Linked DNA regions of Mus musculus: region 1 is linked to region 2. The links are chromatin contacts, called in public HiChIP or PLAC-seq maps. All regions are on one chromosome and are shown on one strand. Each heading gives the region's core, a stretch centred on a gene start, on an enhancer-like site or on the middle of the called end of the contact. The rest is flanking DNA. Distances are from core to core; before and after follow the strand shown.

Evidence for each region. HiChIP or PLAC-seq counts read pairs in DNA pulled down with a chosen protein or histone mark.
Region 1: a contact with region 2 is called in a FOXA1 HiChIP or PLAC-seq map of pancreatic cancer cells. The contact joins two enhancer-like sites. A contact is called at or near these places in 3 of 115 datasets of contacts at active chromatin or transcription factors (embryonic stem cells, epiblast stem cells and pancreatic cancer cells).

The regions. Positions count from the first base shown.
Region 1 is chr2:28,523,220-28,528,657 of GRCm38.p6, forward strand. It overlaps a transcript of Ralgds not described here. Among named protein-coding and RNA genes, the nearest start is that of Ralgds, 7.5 kb to the right of the region's middle. RefSeq lists an enhancer at 1,140-3,727. Within about 2 kb of position 2,667, at least 344 of the 459 cell types and tissues checked have an H3K27ac peak or open chromatin away from gene starts, as enhancers often do. A contact at or near this core is called in pancreatic cancer cells, where this site is marked.
Region 2 is chr2:27,841,651-27,847,830 of GRCm38.p6, forward strand. No RefSeq gene overlaps it. Among named protein-coding and RNA genes, the nearest start is that of Gm39777, 6.3 kb to the left of the region's middle. Within about 2 kb of position 3,406, at least 14 of the 459 cell types and tissues checked have an H3K27ac peak or open chromatin away from gene starts, as enhancers often do. A contact at or near this core is called in pancreatic cancer cells, where this site is marked.

The DNA of each region.
Region 1 (5,438 bases), core at 1,417-3,916, 680 kb after region 2:
GTGGTTTCTGGGATTTGAACTCAGGACCTTCAGAAGAGCAGTGAGCCATCTCTCCAGCCAGGTGTCATGGCTCTTAATTAGCAAAAAGGTCTGGTTAGAAGATCAACCCCAGCTGGGCGTGGTGGCGCACGCCTTTAATCCCAGCACTGAGGAGGCAGAGGCAGGTGAATTTCTGAGTTCGAGGCCAGCCTGGTCTACAGAGTGAGTTCCAGGACAGCCAGGGCTACACAGAGAAACCCTGTCTCAAAAAACAAAACAAAAAAAAAGAAGATCAACCCCAAGCAGCTTTGGGGTGCCATTCTTCTGAACAAGTGGCCCACAAAATCATCTTGCCCTATCACAAGTGTTTCCACTGAACATTTCTTTTAAACATACAGCCTGCCTGAGGCAGAGATTAGCTTTTTGTGGGCTAGGACCAGCAAGGGAAAAAGACCGACAAAACCATCAGGTGGCTTAGAATTTTGTCCAGATCCTAGCTCACAGCTGCCACTTGGATCTTTCCAGTTGGAGGGAGGCTACTTGCCGGACATCCCAGGGGCAGGCCGAGGCTGCAGGAGGCAGAGCTAATCCCAGCTGCTCCCCACCCCCACCCCCAGAGGAGCCTTAAACTCTTGGCAGTGCTGGATCCTGCTGGGCCCAAAGCCAGTGGGAGTGGCTTGGGCGGGCACTTATTCTCAGGTCCTCCCCTTCTTGGCAATCTCATGACTCAGTGGTTGGTGGGAGGCCTGGCAGCAGGCTGCCAGCACAGGGAAGCCCTGTGGTGAGCCAGTCTCTTGTGAGGTACTGCTGTGCTTGGGGCGGGCCTCAGCTGCCAGCCTGCTCCTGGTCCTCTTAGGCTTTGCCCAGCTTCCACATGCTGGGGCAGGTGTGGCATGTGCTTCTGTGCTCTTGGCCTCCCCAGTTCTGGACTGCCAGGAGAAGGCAACAAAACCCCATGGCTCACCGGGCAGTGGTGGCACACGCCTTTAATCCCAGCACTCGGGAGGCAGAGGCAGGTGGATTTCTGAGTTTGAGGCTAGCCTGGTCTACAAAGTGAGTTCCAGGACAGCCAGAGCTATACAGAGAAACCCTGTCTCGAAAAAACAGAACAAAACAAAACAAAAAACACCCATGGCTCTATGAAGCTTCCCATAAGTCATTTGGAAGCTCTGGCCCTTCAAAACCCCAGGAGTTCCTGAGATGCTCCTCCTGACCATGGGTGACACCGCAAGGACAGAGGCATCCTGGTCTTTTTAAGGCAGGCAAGAGATTTTGGGAAGAGCAGCTAGGACACCAGCCACAGCCAGCAGCACTGGATGACTGGCCCTGCTGCGTGGCTGTGAGAAGCCTTTTCCCTGGCTCATTGTGGTGACTCAGTGACGTCCACACTGGGTGGTTTTTGTAAGTGAAGGCTCTCCGAGGTCACTGACCTAAACTACGGAACGAGTGGGAAAGATTTGCCCTTCAGACCTAGTAGTTGGGACTCCAGGCACCAAGCAGGTTACAGACAGTGGCCAGGAGAAAGAGAAGTCAGTATCCCAGCCCAGGCTTGTCCACGGCAGACCGCCGCCCTCGGTGACATGAACCCTGCAGCCTTGCTGCACCTGTCAGTGCTACCAGGCATAAATATTTTCTGATCTTTAACTTGATTGAGAGTAAAAGAAAGCAGGCAGCCCTGGACCCTGAGTGGGTCTGAGCATCTCCATGGCCTCGTGACCTTGGGGAGATTGTTTGCCTTCTCTGGGCTTCTGTCCCCAGCTTTCCCATGAAGATAACTATGGTGGCTTCAGCATTGTCTCAGGCTAGGTGGAAAATGTTTTGTGTTCACTGAGAAGAGCTAAAAGCCTGGCCTGACTGGGGACCAGGGCTTTGTGGTATCTACTCCCTCTATGGGTAAATTTTGCTTTGGGGCTGAGGAGTACAGACAATGATAGCACCACTGCTCGGGGCCTTTTGGCCAGAGCTGAGGCCTGCACTCTCCCTGGCCCCAGAGAAGAAGCCAGTGAAGCACGGACCACAGGAACATGTGTGGGGTGACTTGATGATGGGCCCAGTTCCTGGAGAGGAACTGTCCTCTCACTCCCCCATAGGACCCCGAGTGTCAGGTCAGCAGGCAGCAGGAAAGAAGAGCAGAGCCATGTCCCCAGTCAGCCTCAGGGACAGGATGCTGTGCGTTGTAAACAGCTCTGCGAGTCAGCACTCAGCTGAGTCACAGCTGAGTCACAGCTACCAGTTGTTTATAAACAATGGGCTCTCACCCTTCAGAGCCCCCCCCCCAACCTGTGAAGGGCGGGAAGACACTCCCACAGCGGTAGTACCCCCACAGACGCTAGCATCTGGGCCTAGGGACACCATGCAGGCTTGTGTGAGTGGCCAGGTACCTTCTCCCAGGGCCACTGGTGTGTAGAACAGAGCAGATGACAGGGGCGTCCTGAGAGAATGGGCAGGATCATATACACTGGTGTGCAGGCAGGGGTGGTGCGCTGTCCCTGTGGCAGGGGGCCCTTTGAGCCCACTCTGTGGCTCTGGGAGCTCCTGTGGCCATCCTCCGTTCCAGGCAGTGACAGTGACAGGTGTCACGTGGCTCCCGAGGGCCTGGAACAAAGGGCCTGCTCTCTCAGGGCCAGCCTGTGGCAGGGTGGGGCTGGGAGCTACTGGCTCCTCCCTTTCTTTGGTCCCTCCTCCTGGAACCCCAGCTTCAGGAGTGGCAGCTGGTCCTTCTGGTCCTGTTCTTTGACCTAGCTGTGACTCAGACCCTCCAGCCCTCTCAGCCTGCTCAGTGTTGCTGCCCCAGGCAGCCCTGCCCTGTGAGAATCAGAGTAGCTGCAGGATCAAGCCCTGCAGCCTAAGCTGAGGTTGGGGCGGGTTGGGGAAATCAGAATGCTAGGCCTGGAAGATGCTGGGAGGGCTGGAGGGAGTGTCTGTCGGGCAATAAGGAGCCTGCATCCGGGGCAGGCATTGTATCTTGCACAGGCCAGGTGGTCAGGAAGTCCATGTAAACGCTGCTCCGTCAAAGACACAAACATAATGCCGCTGCCCTTCTGGTCCCTTCATACTTCCTCCACAGGCCTCTGTGGGGAAACCCCTTTCTCACCGGTAAACCTGTACCGGCCAACACCAGTGGTTAGGTGGGTAGCACAGGAGAGAGAGGCCAATATGGAGGAGTGTGGTGTGTTTGCAAGTCCTGCAGGCGGCAGCACCAAGCAGGCCCAGGAGCCAAGGCTTGAGGCCCCCTCCCTCCTCAAGGCTTGGAGCCACTGATCAGTCAGTCACTCTGGAAGAGTCACAGGAAGACCATTGGAAGAGGGTGTGCATTGCTCAGAGAACAGAGTTAGGGTGCTGGCGGGCTCAGTCTGGATGCTGGGTCTCTGCCACCCCCACTGGGGATTGCAGTGCCTCTGGGGGAGCTGGAGAGTCCCTGGCCACCACTGGCTTCCTGCCTCTTCAGTGCTGGAAGCCCAGCGAGAGTTCCAGGAGGGTAAAGATACAGCCTGGCTTCTGCCTACTTCCTCCTGGGCTTGGTGGGCCTTGGGTCAGGTCTGTGGTTGCAGACAGAAGCAGCCTGTGGGCTTGGCTGTAGGAGCCAGGCTTCTTCCCCTGACCCTGGTTCTTCTGGGTCAGAGGGGTGTTGAGCTCGGTTAGTGGCTTCCAGTGTTTGTTTTGCAGTAAAGTCAGGGGAAGGATGGTGAGCTGCTCTAAAGCCTGACGCCAGCTCAGCTGCTGCCTTGCTCCTGACGGACAGACATCCCACCTACTTCTTCTGTGGTCTCTTTTCTGAAATCTTGGTGGGCGTAGTACTCAGTGTTTACCACCCTACTCGGTCTCTGCTGAAAATGAAGTACTGTGCCCGGTGGGCTGGCAGCGTCTGTAATCCCAGCATTAGGAGTTCAAGGTCATCCTGGGCTTCATAGTAAGGTGGAGGTCAGCCTGGGCTACAAGACACTGTCTCAAAAACAAACAAACAAACAAACAAACAAATCCATGCCAGGGGCTGGAGAGGTGGCTCAATGGTTAGAGCACTAACTGCTCTTCCAAAGGTCCTAGTTCAATTCCCAGCAGACACATGGTGGCTCACAACCATCTGTAATAGGATCCGATGCCCTGTTCTGATGTGTCTGAAGACAGCTATAGTGTACTCATATACATAAAATAAATAATTGTTTTTTTAAAAAAAATCCATGCCAAATACCCGGGACAGGAGCTATGAATTAGGTGGTCAGGAAAGGCTTCTAGAATGGTGACATGGGGCTTCGAGACCTGGCTTATGCTCATTTGGCGACTCTGCTCCTGATGAAGGCTGCTTTGATCCCAGTGTAGAGAGTTCCAGCCCCCCAAGGGAGATCCGTGGGATGAGGTCTTGGTGGCAGAGGATAGGAGGAGAGAGCTAGGTCTACCTAAGGGGTGTAGGTTAGCAATAGATGACTAGGCCACCCCAGAACAGAGTCCTGGCCACTCATCCTTGCTTGCCTTGTGGCCTGGTACAAGCGGGAATTCCTGGCCCTGCCCGTCACAGCAGCAGGTATGACAGCCATGCAGGTGACAGTAGGCCTAGGCACTCTTGGAGCTCAACTCCACTGGGGCAGGCGGGCTACAGACACAGTATCCGACAGCCTGCCAAAGAGCCCACTCCCCACTGGGTTCTCGCCCTGCTATGGCCCGGGAAGCAGACCGGGTCCATGCTAGGCCTGCTGTGCCCAGGGGGAGGAAGGGCTCAGTGTTCTTTGCCTGTGTCTCAGTGGTGACTGCCAGGCGGTGGGCCATTGCCCGCCGCACCACTGCCCACTCTCCCACTCCTCCGACACCTTGCCCGGCACCTCTGCTGGCACCCACTGCTGAGGTAAGTGTTTGCCAGAAAGGCTGTCAGGTCACAGCCAAGACCTGGCCTGGGCCATGGGAGTTGGCACCTTAGGGCTCCTTACTCTTCTTGTCAGAACTGGTTGAAGGAGTTTGGTTAGAAGCACCAGGAGAGCTGTCTCCTGTACCCGGTGTCAGCTCAGAGGCTGGGGTGCTGTGTGTGAGCTCTGGCTGGCCACCTGTCCCCAGCAGTGGCAGACAGCATGCCTGTGGGCCGTCACAGCAGCTCACAGCTAATGTCGGATGGTGCTTCTTGGATTACACTTGACTCAGAGCGATAGCTGGTATGTGGTCCTCGTTGTTTTCTTAGTGTCTTCTTCTTTCTGGGAGAGATATTGAGCTCTGATTTGCGCCTGGGGCTCTGAAGACATGGAGCAGGGAGTAGGGCTCAAAGCCGGGTTCCAGAGCCTCAGGACGCTTTCTACCTGGCACTTGGCTGAGTATAAGAGGAGGGCCAGGCTGGCAGCCTGCTGACCGCTCTCGGGGAAGGAAGGGAATGGGAGCCTGATGCCAGGGCCTTTCTGGGGTGTGCTGGGGGACAAATGTCACTGCCTCTAGGCTTAGGGACCGATGAGACTGTGGGACACATGGAGCTACTGCACGTG
Region 2 (6,180 bases), core at 2,156-4,655:
CTGTGTTTGCTGCTCATCCATGAAGCCAGTCTCAGGGTGTGGTCATCCATCCCCTTGTGAGCTCCCTCACTATCTAACTCTCAGGTGTCTCCAACCCTGCTCCCTCCACCTCCTAGAGCCAGACTTTACACACACACACACACACACACACACACACACACACACACACACACACCACATCCTTCTTGATGGTCTCTCCCTCTGAACTTCAGCTTCATTGAAAATGTGAAAAGACAGCAATGAGAATTTGTTACCTTGTCTTCATCAAGAGAGCTATGATTGATTGTCGTTGGCAGTGGACAGGACAGGAAAGCAGGGTAAGGAGTCACCCATTTCTGGCTGTCTGCTGAAATACAGACCTTCATCTCCAGATTCCCTCAGCACTTCCACACCTACCCCATACTGGTTTCTCAAAGATGAAGACACACCATTGCCCTTGCTTAGAACTGAGGAGGTAGAATCTAGAGAAGCTGTGTTTCTCACGATGCCCACTGGACAGGTAGTCAGGCTGGTGTTGGTGACAGAGCTGGTGTCCCTAGTGAGAAAAGCCTTCTACATCTTGGAGGAATGGAAAGTCTGAATGATTCACTAAGTTTTGGGGTCCTGGGTTTCTGGGCTCCCACCTTTAAGCAGATGGTGCTGTAACTGGCCTGCAGAAGTCACTGTGGCCAGGGACAGTGTCTTCTTCATTTGTGGGCCTGCCTCTTGCTTGAATGGAGGTATAGAGGGTTTGGACAACCTAGCTTTTCCACAGCTCAGTGAGCAGCCCCTCCCTGGCTGGCTGCCCTACAGCTGAAGGAGTATTGTGCATGGTGTGTGTTGGTCCTAGAAGCCTAAAGGTATGCACAGTGTGGTCAAATGGGACACTGTCCACCAAGATCCTATTCTGTGGGTACAGCTGGCCCATGGGCCATCTCCAAAGCCCTGAACTTTCCTTTTCTCCCACACTGTCCTTCCCTTGCAGACGTTTGTCTAATTCATCCTTCATACTTCCAGGGCTTGATATGGGATAAAACCCAGAAAGACTCAATGATGAACGGACTTTGTCTCATGCTAAAGTGATAGCTACATAGTACGCACCATCAAGCTGACAGAGGACACACACACCATCCAACTTTGTGATGAGATAGCCAGTTCCATCTGGTTTTGTCTTAGAAATCCTTATGGAAAATGGATTAAGATGTATAGCCCTCTTCTGATCTAACTCACCACACTCTGGTGGCTAGTCTGGATGTGGGGGGTGTCCCACTCCTCTCTGGGTTACCAGCCAGCCCTCTCCAGAGCAATCTCCTTTCATTCAGGGAAGAGCTATTGGTCAGGCTTGCTCATTCCGTTAACTGTTGACTCACAGTCTGAAAATGTGCTCAGGACCCGTTGTGGCCAGCGAGCCTCAACAGACTCCTGCAGGAGGACTCCCTTTCCACGCACGTGCCGTCCTCGGCACCTTCCTGCCAGCTGCACAGCGACCCTCCTAATGGGACCCTCATGTTTCAGCTTAGCCTTTAGCCATAGGCTTTGGCTCAAGACCTGGCAGAGGGGGACAGAGGGAGAAAGCCATCTGGAGAGGAATCAGTGCTCAGACGAGAAAGGAAATTGCGTTCGGATGATCGAGACAGCAAAAGGGAGGGAAGCTCGCAGGGCCAAGTTCAACAGAGGGGGACTGGAGTGAGCAGGCGGGGGCCCTGCTCTGTGGATGCTGGGGTCTCTTTCAATCTGGCAACAGGGGGCAAGGGTCTCTCCTTCTTCTGCCACCTTAGGCATCAGGAGTTTAGGCAGGTCTGGTAGTCACTCCAGAGATGTTTTGGGTTCCCAAAACCATGGCAGGGAAGGCCAGAGTGAATCTATCTGGATCTTTCATGTAACCCACATGGTTAAGTTGCTCAGACTAGGCCCCAGCCTTACTCTCAGTAAGGTGTCCTTGGGTACTTTATAGCATCATCCTTTGGGTCACTAGGTGCCATTTACCCTTTAAGCATTTAGTTGAGGGCAGGCCTGGCCCTTTGTTCCAGTGTCCCTGTGGCTGGCTCAGAGCTGCTGGCCACACATAAAAGCCATGCCCATGTCTAGAACCTGAGCTTCTGGATGCAAGAAGCACTCAGCTGAAGCACCTTGCTAAAGACACTTTCCCTGGGCAGCAGCAAGATAGAGACTTTGTCCTTCTGTTGAGTGGAGGAAAATGGGTAGGGCTAGGCAAGGTGACAGAGTAGCCAGGGCCAAACCAAGCTGTGGTTCACAATGTGGTACCTAGTGGTTGTTGTGAGCCTCCAGCTCAGCTGTGGCCCAGTGTGTCAGGAGACTGGACTACCATGGGAGAGTGAATGTGTTTCTTGAAGCACCCCCTACAGGTTCCTACCCAGCATTTTCACAGTTCAGTGGCTCAAGTAGTGGAGGTGACAAAGAGCTCTGCTCTGAGGTCCATCTGAACAGTTTGTTGCCCAACAGTGACACTTGTCCCCAGATCTGCGCAGCAGCCACCACTTGAGTACCATTGTGTGTCAATCTGGGCACCTGCCAACAGAAGGCATCTGAACATGGACGAGCCTGTTTGTTGAGCCAGGAAAGTGCAGCAGGAAGGTTGGGTTGGGAAGCCATTCCTCACCTTTTCTGTTCCCCACAGATGTCAGCTGCCTTGTAACTCCAGGGGGGGAGGGACAGGGCACCTCTGGCCCTTTGTGCTCTCAGGTGCTTAGTGGGTATCTCAATGTGATGGCTAGTATTGACTGTCCACTTGGCAGGGTGTAGAATTACCCAGGAGACAAAGCTATGGGCATGTCTGGGGAGAGGATTTATAAATTGTGTTAACTAAAGACCCAACCTAGTATGAGTGGTGCCATCATGGGTCTTTGATAGGGTTTTACTGCTGTGAACAGACATCATGACCATGACAACTCTTATAAGGACAACATTTAATTGGGGCTGGCTGACAGGTTCAGAGGTTCAGTCCATTATCTTTAAGGCAGGAAGCATGGCAGTGTCCAGGCAGACATGGTGCAGGGTAAGCTGAGAGTTCTACATCTTCATTTCCATACAGCTAGGGTGCCAGTATTAAAGCCCGCACTCACAAGGCCACACCTACTCCAACAAGGCCACACCTCCCAACAGTGTCACCCCCTGAGCCAAGTGTATACAAAACCATCACAGGGATAGAGGCCTAGACTGAATACAAAGAAGACAGTGAGCCAAGCCCAGCACTCGTCTCCTCCTGCTTCCTGACTGGGTGCCATGCCACACCCTCCTGCTTTGTACTCACGATGCCACCCCCACCATGATGGCCTGTACCTGTAAACTGTGAGTCCAAATAAACCCTTCGCTGTTGGTTTTTTTCACAACACAATCTAGAGTCATTGGGAATGCCCTAGACCAGCCTGTGAGCAGTTCTGTGGGACACATTCCTGACTGATGATCGATGTGGGAGGGCCCAGCACACAGTGACAGTGACATTCTTGGGCAGGTGGCCCTGGCTGTTATAAGAAAACAGGCTGAGTAAGCCAGGTAACAGCATTCCTCTCTGGCTTCTGCTTCAGTTTCTGCTTCCAGTTCCTCTCCTAATTTTCATGATGGACTATGAATTGCAAGCCAGATAAACCTTTTCCTCCCCAAGTTGCGTGTGGTCATGGTGCTTATCATAGCAAAAGAAGCCTAATGAGTCCCAAACACACCTTTTCTTGTGTCTGTTATTTTATCACACCAGTAACAAAAGTAAAATATAGTGTGGTGGTTTGCATATGCTTGGCTCATGGTAAAGTGCTTCTTTTAGGAGGTGTGGCCTTGTTGGAAGAAGTGCATCACTGTGGCGGTGGACTTTGAGGTCCTGTGCTCAAGCCCCACCTAGTGAGGAAGAGATCTTCCTGCTGGCTGCCTTCAGAACAAGATGGTGAACTCTTAGCTCTCCAGCACCAAGTCTGCCTGCACACTGCCATGCTTCCCACCATGATGATAATGGACTGAACCTCTGAAACTGTAAGCCAGCCCATGTGTAAACTGTATAAATGTTTGCCTATATACAAGTTGCCTTGATTATGGTGTCTCTTCACAGCAATAAAACCCTAACTAAGACACATGGAATGTTGTCAAACATGGTCCTCAGAGCAAAAGGGTTGCCATCTTCATCAGATCAGCTGTGCCTGCCTATGAATGTCAATCACTATGGGAACAGTGGACTGTTGACATTTCCTCGTGGAAGAAAGCGTGTGCAGGGTCAATGGACCCTTTCCTTAGTATCAAGCCACTCCTCCCACCATTTGTATTCAAATTTCACACTAATTGCGTGTGACCTGGAAGGTCTTAGGAGGGGCTAAAGTTTATAGGTTGGGGAGACTTAGCTGAGGGGTTCCTATCTAAGTGGTATGGGGGGGTTCTGTTATGGTTTATATAAGCTCGGCCCAGGGAGTTTCACTATTAGAAAGTATGGCCCTGTTGGAGTCAGTGTGGCCTTTTTGGAGTAGGTGTGGTTTTGTTGGAATAGGTATGTCACAGTGGGTGTGGGCTTTAAGAGCCTCATCTGAGCTGCCTAGAAGTCAGTATTCTGCTAGCAGCCTTTAGATGAAGATGTAGAACTCTCAGCTACACCTGCACCATGCCTGCCTAGATGCTGCCATGCTCCCATCTTAATGATAATGGATTGGCCCTCTAAACATGTAAGCCAGCCTCAATGAAATGTTGTCCTTATAAGAGTTGCCTTGGTCATGGTGTCTGTTCATAGCAGCAAAACCCAAACTAAGAGAGACACCATTATCCACTCAGGGTCAGATCTTCCATTATCCACGCAGGGTCAGATCTTCCAGTCTGGCTGCTTTAGGATCACCTATGCTATGCTCCAGCCCACGAACCTTTACCCATGTTCTGTGAGTCCAGTAAACTCACTGGTTCCCCAGGGCAAACTTTGGTTAGTCACTGGGACTTCAGTAGGCCAGGTGACATTGTTTAGCATCTCCCTAGGGAAGAATTCTACAGTAGGCTATGACAGGCTTTTCCAATAGAGCCAGTGCTTAAATAACAGTGCTAATCCAGAAGGGCTTGCTCTGATGACTTACACCTCTGAAAGGACCTGCTGTTTATTATTGCTCCAATGGCTGAGCTTCACAGGGAACTTTGAACCATAGGCTGCCCTTACAGGGCTGAGGGTGTGCTGCTGGCTAGATTGCCACCCTTCTTCTGTTAGCTGCCTGCACAGGACACTGCTTGGCAGAGCTCTGGACTCCTCAGCTCTGTCTAGACCAGAAAATAGACCCTGCAGGTGGAAGTCCAGCATTGGTAAATAGGCCTGGCCTCTATCCATTGTCTTGGCCAGCATCACCAATCCGTTGCTAAGCTTGGTTCTACCGAATGGAGGTGGTTTTGAGTTCTCTTGACCCTAAGTCTTCACATTCAGCTCTAGAGTTAACCATGGCTTCATCCCAGGTGAGAGGGAAGGTTCCTTGGCTGTCCTGGCTGATGGTCCCCACATCCCTGACTGTGCGTGACTAGCAGAGAAGGCAGCAGAGCTGTGTGAACTGGCCTTTGTCTCCTGAGGACAAGCTGTGGAATGTGAGTCCTGGGCAGGGGCCAGAGGATCGCCTGTGAAGGAGAGGAGGTCCTGGCTGGGCATCTGGACACCAGACATGAGAGGCTTAGCTCATTCAGGGGCCGGGCCAAGCTCTACCCTAGGATGCTGGAGTCAGCTCGGGTTTGGGGGCTAGAGAAAGGTCAGGCTGAGGTTTGAACTGTCCAGAGAAGCCCAGAGGATCAGCGGTCCACAGATGTTATGTCTTACTGGGTAGAATATCTCCTGCCATGCCTGTGCCTGCTCCTGGGTTCTTGGGCACTCTGAGCACAAGAGGATTAAGAATCTCTGGACATCTCTGTACTGGTAGATTCTGATTTTCAAAAGATCACCAGTTAAAACTGCACAGAGAGAGGGTTAGCCAGGGGAATGTGACACAGTGGCGTGAACATTCATGGAAAGGTACAGAAAGAAACAAAAGAAACATTGCAGGAATTTCTCACTTAATCTCAGAACCTCTTGCAACTTGTAGTAAATTACAAGTTTACTACTTCCATGGTTAGCAAGGAAGGCCCTTTGACTTCTGACAACAGTGCCCCTGTTCAATGTCCCAGAGTTGGCTCTGCTGAGGACTATGATTCTAAGCCATTGGGTTTTAACCTTCCTAATGCAGTGACCCTTTATTATAGTTCCTCATG